2 separate regions of the Sus scrofa genome follow, and region 2 is linked to region 1. A link is a contact called in public Hi-C data. All regions are on one chromosome and are shown on one strand. Each heading gives the region's core, a stretch centred on a gene start, on an enhancer-like site or on the middle of the called end of the contact. The rest is flanking DNA. Distances are from core to core; before and after follow the strand shown. Region 1 overlaps SLC16A12 (monocarboxylate transporter 12). Region 2 holds the start of KIF20B (kinesin-like protein KIF20B).

The links. Hi-C and Micro-C count contacts between places; a contact is called where the count stands out from the background.
Region 2: a contact with region 1 is called in a Hi-C map of embryonic fibroblasts, with 4 times the contacts expected there. The contact joins the promoter of KIF20B here to the enhancer-like site in region 1. A contact is called at or near these places in 11 of 47 Hi-C or Micro-C datasets (alveolar macrophages, brain, embryonic fibroblasts and 6 more) and 1 of 2 datasets of contacts at active chromatin or transcription factors (skeletal muscle).

The regions. Positions count from the first base shown.
Region 1 is chr14:101,270,470-101,277,821 of Sscrofa11.1, reverse strand. It overlaps SLC16A12 (monocarboxylate transporter 12), which reads left to right. Exons shown (of 7, transcript XM_013983535.2): 7 at 606-3,830. The coding sequence ends at 868. Among named protein-coding and RNA genes, the nearest start is that of IFIT1, 37 kb to the right of the region's middle. Within about 2 kb of position 4,446, at least 9 of the 83 cell types and tissues checked have an H3K27ac peak or open chromatin away from gene starts, as enhancers often do. A contact at or near this core is called in embryonic fibroblasts, where this site is marked.
Region 2 is chr14:101,507,946-101,515,297 of Sscrofa11.1, reverse strand. KIF20B (kinesin-like protein KIF20B) reads right to left here and starts at 2,613. Exons shown (of 32, transcript XM_021072622.1): 1 at 2,477-2,613. It overlaps PANK1 (pantothenate kinase 1), which reads left to right and starts at 2,800. Exons shown (of 10, transcript XM_013983537.2): 1 at 2,800-2,859; 2 at 3,141-3,209; 3 at 7,061-7,210.

The sequences.
Region 1 (7,352 bases), core at 3,197-5,696:
ATATTGTGGTTACTTTGTTGTAATAAAAGATTAAAAAAAAAAGATGTGATTACAGAATTAAGCTTTTGAAAGTTTGCATTTGAAACTTCTAAGCTGGCCCAAAGATCTGATTTTCAAACTGAGTGGGGTATGATGACTGGATCTAATAGAAAATTTGAATTCTGCTGTATCTAGAAGCATCTTATGTTACTTAGGATATAGGCAGTAGAGGATGCTGGGAGTACTACTACTAGCATTCTGTGCAATTATATTCTCCTAACACCCAAGATAAAGGAATAATCCCAACATAGTAATTTGAATGATCTTTTTAAAATCTTTTCTACCATATTTCATGGGATTAATAGTACTAATATTTATTGTGTGAATATTAAGAAATTGACATGTCCAAGCACTTTACCTAAAAACCATTTTAGAAGTTTCCCTAGAAAATAGAATGCATTTTTCTGCTGCTGTGCAGTTTTTTAGGAGAACTGCTTTTTTGTGTCAAAATTATAGTGGTAGTGCTAGTAGTCTGTTGTTATTATCCTCACAAATTATTAGATTATAGAGTGAGTAAATAACTGAATGTTCAACTCAGCAATATCATTTTTTGTTGCTTGTTACAGGATGGCTTGTAGATACGACCGGCAGCTACACTGCAGCCTTTCTTCTCTGTGGATTTTCCATGATCTTTAGTTCTGTGTTGCTTGCCTTTGCCAGACTTATGAAGAAGATGAAAAAAACCCAGCTCCGGTTCCTTGCCAAAGAATCTGATCCCAAGCTGCAGCTTTGGACCAATGGCTCAGTGGCTTATTCTGTAACCAGAGAATTAGATCAGAGGGATGGGGAATCTGTGGCTATAGCAATGCTTGGTTCCAACCTCACATGACCAATGACCTTGAGCTTAGGAAACTTCAGGGCTGAGAAAGGAGGGACCATTGGATTGTACCTGTTTCTGAAGCATTTTATCTTGTCAGAAGCATTGCCCTCCAAGGAAATTTATTGTATTATTAATATGTTTCTAGGGGAAAATAGCAAATAACAAAACAAGCTGGATTGGCTCAGAATTTCCTCATTTGGGATTTGTACTCATAATTGAACTAAGATCTTTTGGGCAATGAGCAGCACACCTTGGAGAATGTTGTTAGGACAAGGCTGATATAATTAGCTGTAAATAGGGGTAATTTCAAGGTATGATTCAAACAAATGACACAGGGAGCAGCTTTGTCTCAAACTCTGTTCCCCTCCATCTTCCTTCCTCACTTAGAAGATAAAGAGAAACACTGACATGTAGGGTTTTTTTTAATGCTGTTTGGAGAAGGGGGTCCTGTATTAATCATTGCCTTTTGAAGAATCTAAAGTATTCTTCAATAACCCTGTTTAAAATCCTAATGAAAAACTTCACTAGAAGAAAGGTTTGGCATCCTGGCTTTCCACCACCACCAAAATCTCTTTTCCTAAGACTGAGGCACTTCCACCTGACCAGGCGTCCACCTCTGAGGCTATCACATATAATACTGACTCGAAATTTAGCAGAACACACCAAGACACAAGGGCAATTTCTAAATCTTATCAGTAATGTTAACACTAACACTTCCCCATTTTTCTTTTTTTTTTGTCTTTTTGCTATTTCTTTGGGCCGCTCCCGCAGCATATGGAGGTTCCCAGGCTAGGGGTCAAATCGGAGCTGTAGCCACTGGCCTACGCCAGAGCCACAGCAACGCGGGATCCGAGCCGCGTCTGCAACCTACAGCTCACGGCAACGCTGGATTGTTAACCCACTGAGCAAGGGCAGGGACCGAACCCGCAACCTCATGGTTCCTAGTCGGATTCGTTAACCACTGCGCCACGACGGGAACTCCTACTTCCCCTTTTTTTTTCCTTTTAGAAATAAAGGATTTCTTTAAACTTTAGACAATTCTTGTTAGGAATGGGAAAATGTTGGCAGCATTCCAACTGGGCAGGAATTGAATTCTTGAATCAGCGGGTCTCTGGTGAGAGTTTTCTTTTCAGATCATTTGGGTTCATCATTACCCAAAAGAGGACTTAGGAGTTTTGCCTGAAAAATATTATTCTAGAGAGATTCTGAAGGCGAGATTCCTTTCTCCCTAGGCTGATATTCGTTCCAATGTCCATTGCTCCTTATCACTCTACAGATAATCCTTAGAAACTTGGACCTTTTCAGCTGAATGAGGAGGCTCAGGGGTTAACCCCAGCATCATAACACTTTCACAAATTACAGCTGTGATCAGCGAGAGGAAGGACAAAGTTAAGACTGTTAGTGGAAGGATGTTCCACAGTTTATAGAGCTCTTCCACATACATACCCTAACTCATTGGATTGGAATAGTTTACTCATTCCGAAGTACTCCACTTTCCTGTGGTTAGGGATAAAGTCTTCAGATTGAAGAGGGAGGGCTTGGGGAGAAGAGAAAGTCTTGGTCCCCTGCCTGTCTCCAACCATTTAAAATCCTCTAAATTATAACACTGAATCCCAAGTCATGTTGAACTTGTAAATAGGGACAAGTCATACAGTTGAAAGGGGATTTCCTTTTAGGGCTGTACCCACGGCATATGGAGGTTCCCAGGGTAGGGGTCAAATTGGAGCTGCAGCTGCCAGCCTACACCACAGCCAGAGCAATGGAGGATCCAAGCCACGTCTGCTACCTACACCACAGCTCATGGCAGCACCAGATCCTTAACCCACTGAGTGAGGCCAGGGATCGAACCCACCTCCTCATGCATTACTAGTCGGATTGTTTCTGCTATGCCACCACAGGAACTCCTAAAGGGGATTTTAATTGTTCAAAAATTTAAATCTGAACCTCAAGGAAGTATTTTTGACTCTGAAAAGCCAGGGGAGTCCTCACAAATGCCCTGCCAGGGGTCCCGAGAGGAAAAACGCAGCTATGGGGAAGATGCTGGCTTGACTCGGCAAGTTCAGCAAGAGTCTTGGCCTAAAACTGGATTATTTCAAAAAGTTACATATTAATGCATTGTTTTCGGAATGAAATGCTAACTTAATTTGGTGGCAGAAAACTAATATTTCATAGGTGTTTTCCAAAAAAAAGAAATTTGAATGTTTCCTGTTATCTTTATACTTCTTTTGAGAATTTAGTGTGAAACCACTTACTTTGTCATTTGCAATTTAAAAACAATGTTTGAGAAAATCTGTATAAAGCCAAAGTTAAAATGAAGTTATATGTTTTGGGAATAGCACTTTACAGTAAATGTCACTTCTTGAATCTTCAAACCTAAATATTTTTTGAAATAGAAATACAGCTATTCTTCTACATTTTTTTTTCCTAGTGATGATCATAGTAAAATTTTATCTGGTTCCGCAATGTGATTTCTTTAAAGTATTATAAGTATTCATGAAAAATGAGCAGAGAGATCAGAGCTTTTAAAAATTTGTATAAAATATTTGGGATATTCTGACTTTATACATGCATACCTTTGTATTTTACTTTTCTTTGGGGAGCGGCATTTTTCAAAAACCAGTAAGGAAAATGTAGATCTTGGAGATTACCCTTGCTATCTAAATGGAATTTTACTGTTAACTTCCAGGTGCCTATACTGTTTATTTCAAAATGCAGAGATTCCTGGGAATGATGTGTTTTGTGGAATCAAGAGCAAAATTGTGGTGGGATGATTCTGCATCTTAAATTTTTCTTTGTATCACTGCAAGCTCTATTTTGAAATTGAGTAGAAAAGCAAAAGAAATAGGTAACTTCCGTAGATCCACTGTACCATTTGGCCTTTTTTTCAGATTGTGATTTCACTAATAGAGCAGATATTTATGATAATATTTTCTTATTTCAAAAGCATAATAAAATGAGTTTATAACTGTGTTTGGAACTGCTCAAAGGGGACCCTTTCTTGCTGTGAGCTTCCTCCGGTGTTGGCACTGCAAGCTAAAACTCTGCCTTCTTCTCTCCCAGCCCCCCTTGTGATCTCTCTACCTGAAGTTTAAGGAGATGCCAAATATGTGAGAAGTGCTGCTGAATTCTGGAAGAGAGTGATCACTATTACTCATCATTACTCTTAATTATTTAAATGTCAGTGGCCTCTTTGAGGGGTCTGGGATCTAGGGTTGGCCTAAAATTAAGTACAAGGCACTCTGTTTCTGAGAAGTTAATGCATGCCCCACTTAAGATTTGTATTGACATTAAAAGGTCCTGCTCTATCCATTTGCCAGGTCATTTTGCATATGTTGATCCCTTGGACAACCCTTCATCTTTTGGACCACAGTTTAAATGTCACTTCCCTGGAGAGTCCATCCTTAACCATTGCCTCTAGCTAAATGACCTGCCCCATCATCACCACCTTCTTGACTCGTTCCCATAGCCACCCTTATCTTTTCCTTCAAAGAACATATTTTACATATTACATGTTCATTTATGTGTTTATTTTTAAATGTCATCTCTTCCCCCCAAACCACAAGCTTTCTGAGGATAGGGATCGTTCTGACTGACCACTGAGTCCGGTGCCTGATAGGTATTCACTCAATAAATATGTGGAGAATGAAAGAATGAAGACAAACAAATGAACAAATGAAAAGAATGACCGCAGAAACTGCTAAGGAGAACTGTAATGCAGCAAGAATGGGGCTGACTGAGGTCAGATTTGCTTGAAATTGCTCTTGAACCCAGCATGCATAGAGTATGTTAGATATTCCCAAATTCAGCTTAAATGGGTCACAATTTAAGTTATTTATGAGGAGTGTTCCATAAGAAGCTGGAGCTCCAGAGTACTGAGTATCACAGGGCAGGTTTGGGAAAGAGAATACAGGTGGCAAAGAGTTGGTAGAAATATATTAATTAATCAAAACTTTTGACTGAGGCCTGAATAAAAAATGATACAACTGTGTCGAACTCAGATAGGCTTAGTTAAATAGCTCTCTTGTGCTCAGATTGAGTGGGAGGCCCAGGCCTGAGACACTGCCCATGCAAGGGAGCTCTGGAAAATTCAGAAAATGTGGAGCACGTGAGCCTCATGTGTGAAAAGATGGGGTTTTGGTTACAGGGACCACACAAGCTGCTTTTTTTTTTTTTTTTTTTTTTTTTTTTTTTTACTTTACACCAAAATCCTGTGCCAGGGTTTGGCTAGGAGCAGAAGTCCCTATCTAGAGTCTAGCCCAGACCTGTGGCAGGCCTCATAGGGCATTACTGAAAATCACGCCACATGCTGGCAGACATTTTTAAGAGTTGGTGAGAGGAGTTAATCAACCAATAACTTTTTATCTAGCACCACCTTGTAATCTGGTGCCACGTTATATATGGTGGGAAATTCAGAATACGCATACCAGGATCTCAAGTGTACTGCCTAATTGGTAAATTGAAACTAACACAGATGGGAACAATCCCAGGCTGTTTTTAAATGCTGACTCGAGGCTAAGGGCACTGCAGCCTCTGGGGGTTAGGAGAGGAAGAATTCATGATGGACTGGAGAAATGTGTGAGATGGTTCCCAGGAACCCAGGTATGGATTTGAAGGGGTTGGGATCAGCCTCTACTTTTTTCAGGGGAAGATGCCCGGGAGTAAGGGAGAAGGCTGTGGGGCAGATGTTTTATGTGGCGACCTGGGATTCCAGCAGATACTTAAGGCTGATGCCAAACCAGACACAGGCTGACCCTAATAATTGTTCTGGCTAGGGCATGCAGAGGGTGTCTGGGACTTTTGGGACTGCTGGGACTTGGGTTTGTGTTTGGCTTCTCTTAAATAAAAACAGGGATTTTTTAAGGCATTGGGTTATACTTTAATAATTATCTCTCAACTTGGAGTTCCTATTATGGCTCAGTGGGTTATGAACCCGAGTAGGATCCATGAGGATGTGGGTTCTATCCCTGGCCTCACTCAGTGGGTTAAGGATCCTGTGTTGCTGTGAGCTGTGGTGTAAGTGGCAGACACAGCTTGGATCCTGCTTTGCTGTGGCATAGGCCAGCACCTGCAGCTCTAATTCAACCCCTAGCCTGGGAACTTCGATATGCCGCAGGTGTGGCCCTAAAAAGACAAAAAAATTATCTCTTAACTCTAAAAAGGAATCATTTGTAAGTTTTCTCTTCTTAAAGGGTTCAGAGATTCAGGAAAGTTGGGGGTTTGGTTTTTTTTTCTTGCTTTTTTTTGAACTGTATGTTAGGCAACATTGCCATCTGCTGGAACTAGTGAGACTAACTCCCAAAAGTTGGTGATGCCTCTAATTCCAGTTTAGTTGAGCAAGGCCAGCTTTAGACCAAACATTAAAGTTTGTCATTTCCTTCTTTTCTCTCCCCCAATTCCTAGTCATTACCCATCCCACAGTTATCTTCTTCCTCTTGCAAGTAAAATAAAGATGCAGGGATAAAGATGCTGTGTTGTATTTTTTCAGTATTTTGATGGCCTAGGTCACTTCTCTGTGACCTAGGCCATCAAAATAAATGATTATTTTAATTGACTTGACTAGGAATAGCCATAGGTAAAATTTAACATGAAAAAAAGATTTTTGAGCTCTCTGCTTTTCCTTGGGAACCTAGATTGCCGTCCTGGGTCCTATTCTTGGTCCCCCTCTAATGTGTTAGTTGCTTTGCTATGGGTTGAGAAAGGATTAACTTAAACATGTGAGACAAAATCTCAAACACATATCAAAAGTCAGGTTTTCAGAAGTGTTGAAACCAAATGATATAGAGGAATGAATGCATTCTGTGTAATTTGGAGACTTAAAACATCATGCTTATTATACTGAATAAAAATTATGACAGATTTAGCAATTGGATTTACTTTAAATGTGTAATTCCTATAAAATTGTGAGGCGGTATTTATTTGTAACAATTGCCTTCAAAGGAGAGTGTATCTTGTTAAAACGAAAGGCTCTTTTGTTGAACTAAGCAACTTGATGAATTTGGCTATGTGTAACTGAGACTGTAGCTGTATGTGAGGATAAAAGAGAACTAAATTACTCTGTTTAAAGAGCATGGGAAAAAAAAAAAAGAAAAAGAAAACGGTAGAAGTCCCTATTGTGGCTCAGTGGGCTAAGTACCTGAGTAGTATCCATGAGGATGTGGGTTTGATCCCTGGCCTTGCTCACCAGGTTAAGGATCTAGCATTGCGGTGAGCTGTGGTATAGATTGCAGACACAGCTTGGATCTGGCCCTGCTGTGGCTGTGGCATAGGCCGGCAGCTGCAGCTCAGATTCGACCCCTAGCCTGGAAACTTCCATATGCCAAAAGTGAAGCCATAAAAAGCAAAAATACAAATACAAGAAAGCAAACAAACAAAAAAAAACCTTGGTAGAATTGGTTCTTAATTTCAGAAGAGTAGAGGTAGGGAAGGAAATAAGGCCCAAAATCATGGCAAGAGGAAGGAATATCAATAAACGGTTGAGGGTATTTCCTCCTTT
Region 2 (7,352 bases), core at 1,364-3,863, 240 kb before region 1:
GTGCCAGCCCTTCACTATAGTCTCTTGAAGGTCTCAAGATGCAGGCAACTTCCCGAGCATGCAATCCTGTCAAAGCGCTACCCCTGGAAAGCTCCTTGTGTATTACTGCCACCTTGTGGTGGTATCTTTTTCCTTGATCAGCCCTGAAACCCCCCCAAACTCAATACAACATGGCTGTTTTTGTTTTTCTGTTTTTCTTAAATTGCAAAAAGGCTTAAGGAATTATACATTTACTTTAAAAAAAAAAAAAACAGCAAACTACAGGATCAACCAACCATACAATTAAACAACTCTAACATCCTTGCTTTCATTTTAACTGTTTCGGTGATGTTATTAAAATGAGAAAATTATTTAATTCAGTTTGACACAATAGTTCAAACATGCAATTTATGGGTGAAAAGAAAAAAAAAAAGGTATATTATAGAATAAAAAATAACCACTGACCTAGAACACGGGGGAAAAGTTTGCAAAAACATGAAAGTACTAAAGAAAAAAAATAGCAAGAGAACTCTGGTCTGCAAGTAAAAGAAAAACATTAACATTGCCTCAATTTACAGTTTATAGAGGATACTGAATATTCCAGCATGCATCTCCTATAGCCTAATAAAACTCTTTTAAAAGCTAAAAAAAAAAAAAATGAAAGTACTGCCTTGACATTTCATAACTCTAATTTCATGGAAACGCCCAGGAAACTGGAAAGTAAGCTTCATTCTTTGCCTTCAATTAATTTTTGGTTAAAAAAAAGAAAACGCTGATAAATCTTTTATGAAATTACTAAGTTACAAAGGAATTGAGGAGTTCCCTTTGTGGCTCAGTGGAAACAAATCTGACTGGCATCCATGAGGACACAGGTTCAATCCCTGGTCTCGCTGAGTGGGTTAAGGATCCGGTGTTGCCATGAGCTGTGGCTGTGGTGTAGGTCACAGATGTGGCTGGGATCCCACGTTGCTGTGGCTATGGTGTAGGCAGCAGCTTCAGCTCCGATTCCACCTCTAGCCTAGGAACTTCCATATGCCACGGGTGCAGCCCTAAAAAGAAAAAAAAGAAAAAAGAATTTGAAACCCCCAAAAAAGGTATAGTAATTTGTACTTGCTCATATGCTCAGTTTTCAATGAATAAACTGTCTCTTAACACTTAAAAAATTGTTGAGATGTACTGTCATTGCCTGTACTTCTAGTTAACTTTTACTTATGAGTGGCCTCACTAACTAGACTAGAAACTTCTTGAGGGCAAGGACCTTGTCTTATACTACTCTGTATCCCCTATAACAAATTCAGATAGATGTAGTGATAAAGACTCCCTGCATAGGAGCTTAAACAGTAATACATAAGATCCTCTATAGAAAAGAAAAAAATTGGTCCTACTCTTTCTACTCTTTTAGTGGTGTTATCTTTAGCAACAGCAAGGTTTAAGATCTCATTTCTCGTCCCCATGACTGAGAAAGCGCATCTTTTATCTTCTCTCTAGTGGGATCTCATGGCTGAAGACGGATGAAAAAGAAAATCTACTACTTAATGAAGTTACTGAATGTCATCCACAAAATATAGCCTCAAAAAAAGTCTTTACAACTAATTGATGAAGTCTCAGGTCTTGCACATCTAATAAAATGTATATATACACTGCTTTGCAGCTTCGGAGTAAACATGCTACCTTGTTTTAAGAACAGAAACTAACCTGAATTTAATTACTCTGGGGATTAAAAACAAGTCACGAGTCACGAAATTTTGTCAACTAGTCCTTCAACAAGGAATATTAGAGAACTGCACCAGGCAGGAATCACGAATCAAAAAGTAGAATGAGATGGGGGAAACTTTTCAAACTGATATATGACAGCAGTCATTGCACGCGCCACACACGCCCCCTTCCGCTTAGCCCAGCAAAGCCCAGCAAGGGCTAACCCCAGGCAACGGCAGCAGCCTAGAAATAGCTGCACTGGTGACCACCACAACACTCCCCTTCCCGCCCCACAAATGAGACCGTGTCGTTTGATGAGCAAACGACACGGTCTCATTTGTGGGATTCGGGACACTATATCTGGCAATGGAGGCCTGATCCTCAATAACAGCAGCAATGATAAGAAAAGTATCAATGATTCCAAGTACATAGTGCTTACTATACACACCCGCACTGTTTCTAACAGCTTTACCTATATCACTTTATCCTCATGAAAGCCCGAAGCGGTAGGTTCTAGTATTACTCCCTTTTAACAAATGAAATTCAGGCCCGGAGAGATTAAAGCTAATAAGCCGCGAAGACGAAATTTAAATCTTAACTGCAGTAAATTGGCTCAACCCTCCAATGAGCACCAAGATCCCTAGGCGTCCTCATCATTCCGCAGCCCAGTTCCAGAGTAAACTCAAAGGCGTCACAAGCCCCGTGGGAAGGTGCTGAGGTGCTGAGCACCTCACTGCCTGAGGCCTTTCCCCACCTCATCTGGTTTGTACGCAGTCCCCAACCGCCTTCCTCGCACCCTCACCTGCAAACGTAATCCTGCCGCCCGACCTGCGAGCTGCACTAAGTTATTTTCGTTTTTAAATTCAAACAATGGCGGCCAGGACCCCGCACTGCATGTTGGGAGTAGGCGGAGCTTCGGGAAAGACGCCAGGGAGGCGCCAAGGACTCACGCTATGAGCTTCCTGCCAACTCCCGGGAGAAGCTTTCAAATCTGGGGGCGGGTCTCTGAATGCTGGGCGACCAATGGGCGGAGGCGGAGGGAGAGCGGCCAGTGGGCGGGGTTTCCTGCGGGGCTCCTCTCGCGGGGTTGGGTAGTGCGCTGCCTAATGTGCCACCCTCTGTTGGCTGCGCGGTTAGTCTCCAGGTCCATCCTGGAGCAAGTAAAAACGTGGCGAAGGCCCGGAGGTGAGACTGCTGCCACTGCACTTAGCCCCGCGACTCCCTTAGGGACTGGCGGAGGAATGGCGGGCTACTCACTACCCTACTTTGTCCCTGCGGGCCGGAACAGGCTCTGCATCTGGGGAGCCGCTGGGAACGAGAGCTGCAGAGGGTCACTTCCTCTGCATGATCCTACCTGTCGTCCAGAGCGGCACTTGTGGATGAAACAGATTATTCCTAGGATAGCTTTTCATAAGCGTTCTTTATTTTTTGGTTTTGATTTTTGCCTTTCTGAAAATATAAACCAGCTACCGCTGAGAGGCGCTGTACTGTGACTATCTTCCTTGCCTAGGCAAGGTCTTTGCCTTGCCCAAAATGTAAGTGCCACTGTATCTTCTCTGCGTCTTTTAAAGTGATCCTCTTCTTTTGAAGCGTGTTATTACAGTCATATAGGAAGTATTTAGGCCGTCTCTCCCTGCTGTACTTCATTTTAAAGAAAAGTAACTGCTAACGTTAATTGTTTACCTTGTGCCGTGCTAAGCGTTTAAAATTGATTGTCCTACTGATCCTGAGAACAACCTGTGAGGTAGGTATTATTATTATGTCTTTTTTATAGATTGCAAGGAAACTGGGTTCATATGGTTAATTTGCTCAAGGACATACATCTATTAATGGTGGAGCTGAGATTTTAAACCGACCTGAATGAATTCAAGCCCCACCCGCTCACATGTGGTCTTTATTTTCGACTCTTATTGGTTGGTAACATTTGCAGAATAGTACCTAGTTTGATGAGCTTACTCTCCTCTTCCTTTTATTCTGTGTTTATATTTCCCATAACCTCCCCCTATCCTCTACAACTTCTCACTGTCTCCTCATTCATTTTGCCTTCTTTCTCCACAAAATAATCATATTTGAGGTGAGCCAGTGTGGAATAAAGATGAGGATTCAGGGCCAGGAATGAAAATGAACAGAGAAAGTAGGTGTGAAAGGGAAGAAAGGAGAAAAGATAAAGTAAAAACTGTTTTACGGTTCAGGCTGAAACTTAAGTCTTTAGGGACCTCTATGTCAAGGTAAGTCTAACCCTAACTCTGTACTTCCTTCCATGCCTTGTCATGCCTTTATTGCTTTTACTAGTTGTTACTGGTTTCAGCTCTTGAGCCCTCCAGATGCTACATTTATTTATTGTTCAACAAGTATTTATTGAAAACCTGCTATGCTTCAAACACTAGGCTAAGAGTTGGTGAAACAGTGGAGGAGAGCTAGCAGAACAGACCCTAACGTTCAAGGAGCTTATAGTCTAATAACTGAGAAAACATTGCAAAAACAAAAAGACAAATAATTGAGAAATTACAGCTGTAACGGAGTTTAAAAAAAAAAAAGAAAGGAGTAAGCACTCCAGGCATAGGGAACATAATACCAGGCACAGGGGCGGGACAGATGCAACATCCAGTGGATTCTCTGATTTTTTTTTATTCTAGCTCCCAGGAACATTCCACACAGTTAAATGTTTCAGCCTTAAAATACTCTTCATTTGGCTTTTAGGTCAGCAAAATGTTACTCTCTCTTTGTTTACTCTTAACCCCCCTAACCTCCTTTTCTGTCTCTTCTACCTAAGATCTAAATTATGGGAATCCTTAGAGCTTGGCCCTGAGCTTCCCCCTCCCCACCAATTTTTCTCTCTACAGTCTTTTTCTTGGCAACCTCATCAACTCCAATGGATTTAAATACCTTTTTTTTTTTTTTTTTTTTGTCTTTTGCCTTTTCTAGGGCCACTCCCTCAGCATATGGAGGTTCCCAGGCTAGGGGTCTAATCGCCAGAGCCACAGCAATGCGGGATCCAAGCCAAGTCTGCAACCTACACCACAGCTCAAGGCAACACCAGATCCTTAATCCACTGAGCAAGGCCAGGGATCAAACCCGCAACCTCATGGTTCCTCATCGGATTCGTTAACCACTGAGCCACGACAGGAACTCTGGATTTAAATATCTTTATACCTATGACTCCTAAATTCCTTATCCTTCTCAGACCTGTGAGCTCCAACCAGGGGCAAATATCTCATTATCCACTTAAGTTCTCCACTTAGATGTATAAGAGAGATTGCCAAATTAATATATTAAATATGGATCCTTGATTTTCCTTTCTAGAACGAAAATCCCCTCCTCCCTGATCTCTGACTCAGTAAATGACACCACCATGTATCTACCCAGTTATTCATGAGAAAGAATAATTTTTGAGTCCTCCTTTTCCTTCACCACTCATCCACTTCATAAACACATGTATCTGTTTGTTGTTTTGTGTTAAATGAAATAAATACTCCTTTCCCTTTTCATTGCCCAGACCATTACAGCATCCCAACTGCTTCAGGTCCTGTTCCCTACGTGGAAGTTCCCAGCGAGGGATTGAACCTGTGTCACAGCCACAACCCAAGCCACTGCAGTGACAACACCAGATCCTGCCACAAGAGAGCCTGAATGAATGAGTTCTTTTTTTTTTTTTTTAACTGCAGCATGCAGAAATTCCCTGGGGCCAAGGATCGAACCTGAGCCACAACAGTGTCAACACCACTGAATTCTTAACCTACTGAGGCAACTCCCAGTGATTATTTCTTAATTAGGGAAAAAGGGAAAAGATAATTTTACAATATAGAGATTTTTTTATTACATATACCTTAGTCAAGTGAGGAAACAGCATCAGCAAAAACAGGACAGTCTCTCACCTGGTACTGTTTGTGCCAGAAATATTTTACTTGAATCTCATCAAGAGCGAACAATCAGAAAGGAAAAAGAATGTAGAGTATTTTACAAGACAGCAGACCTAGGCTCTTCAAGAATGTCAGGGTTGGAGTTCCTGCTGTAGCGCAGTGGGTTAAGAATCTGACTGCAGTGGCTTTGGTTACTGCAGAGGCACAGGTTCGATCCTGGGCCAGGCACAGTGGGTTAAAAGACCTCACAGAGTGTAGTGCAGTGTGGGTTGCAGCTATGTCTCAGATTTTGTTTCTGGTCCGGAGACTTCCATGTGCCGTGAGTGCAACCATTAAAAAAAAAAAGTCAGTGTTAGGGAAAGAGAAAAACAAAAGGTAGACGATTGCTTTAGTCAGGAGACAGATGTTGCTAAGTGAAATCTGGGAATCTTGATTGGTTCATTGATTTTTTTGTAAAAAAGAAACTGCAGAAAATATTTTGTGGACATTTGGGGGAATTTAAATATGGTCTACAGAATAGATGCTATTGAATTAGTCTTGAATTTGAGGCATGTGATAATTTGTGACTGTGTAAAAGAAGGACTTTGTTTTTGGAAGATATTTGCTGTTAACAGCAAAGTATCACAGTGTTTGCAACTACTTACCTGCAAAAGATTTGGCCAAAAAAAAAAGAAAGAAAGAAAGAATGTTAGGGAGAACAAAATTATAGAGAACAGAGAGAAGAAAATACAACAACAAAAAAAGCCAATGTGGCAAGAAGTCAGTAAATTGTGGATCCAGATAAAGGGTATAACGATATACATTGTGTCATTCTTTCAACTTTTAAAAATAGCTTTGAGCTTTTCTAAAAAGAAGAAGGAAAAAAAATGCTGATTCTTTACAGTGACTTACCAGGCTCTGCAGGATCAGGCAGCAGCCAGTCTCACTCCTCTCTTAACTTTGTGCAATGAGGTGATCTGCTCGGGGTACCTCGAACACACCAGATTCTCCAGCCTATATGAACCTTTACATGGCTTCCCTCCACCTAAATTCTCTTCTCCCCATTTATCATGTGGCTCACTTGTCTTCCTCCTTTAGATCTTATCTATCTTGTTACCTTCTTAGAGAAGACTTTCTCTCTCCCTTATCCCAAATTATCCTCTTTTTTAATTTGCAGGCTCAATTCCACTTCCATACATATTACAACCAACAATTATTATATTTTATAATAATTATTATAGGTCTGGTTTTTGTTGTCATTGTTGTTTTCCCACCTCCTAAAAGGTAAGTGCTCTGTGTACAAGAATTGTGTTTCTCTTAGTCACTGATGCATACTCGATGACTCCATAAATACATGGTGGTGATCAGAGAGATACTTGCTGAACAGTGAATGATGGCTGGTGTGGCTGGGATGGAGACAAGGCCAGATCCTACAAGACTTAGCTAAGTTACTGATTTGGGTCCTTATTCTAAGAACAATGGGAAACCAATGAACTGTTTTAAGCATGAGCACAATACTGTACAATTTGCCTTTGTGTTTTGAAAAGGTTAATCTCCTGGAGCAGAGAATAGAGGCAGCCAAGAAGAATGCTGATGAACCAGTTAGGAGACTCTTGCAGCCATCACAGCAAGAGATGATGTTAATGTGATCCTGGGAGAAGGCCCAGCAAATGCAGAAAACTGGTCAGATTCCAGAGGTATTTTTTCCTACGTTTTCCATTTCAGCACCAGCCAACGTGTCTTCCTTTAGAAGCACAGAGCTCGCTTGACTGGGAGATGCTTAAGATTTAGTCCCCATTCCTAATAATTCCATCTGTCCCCTTGAAGTAAACATTAGCA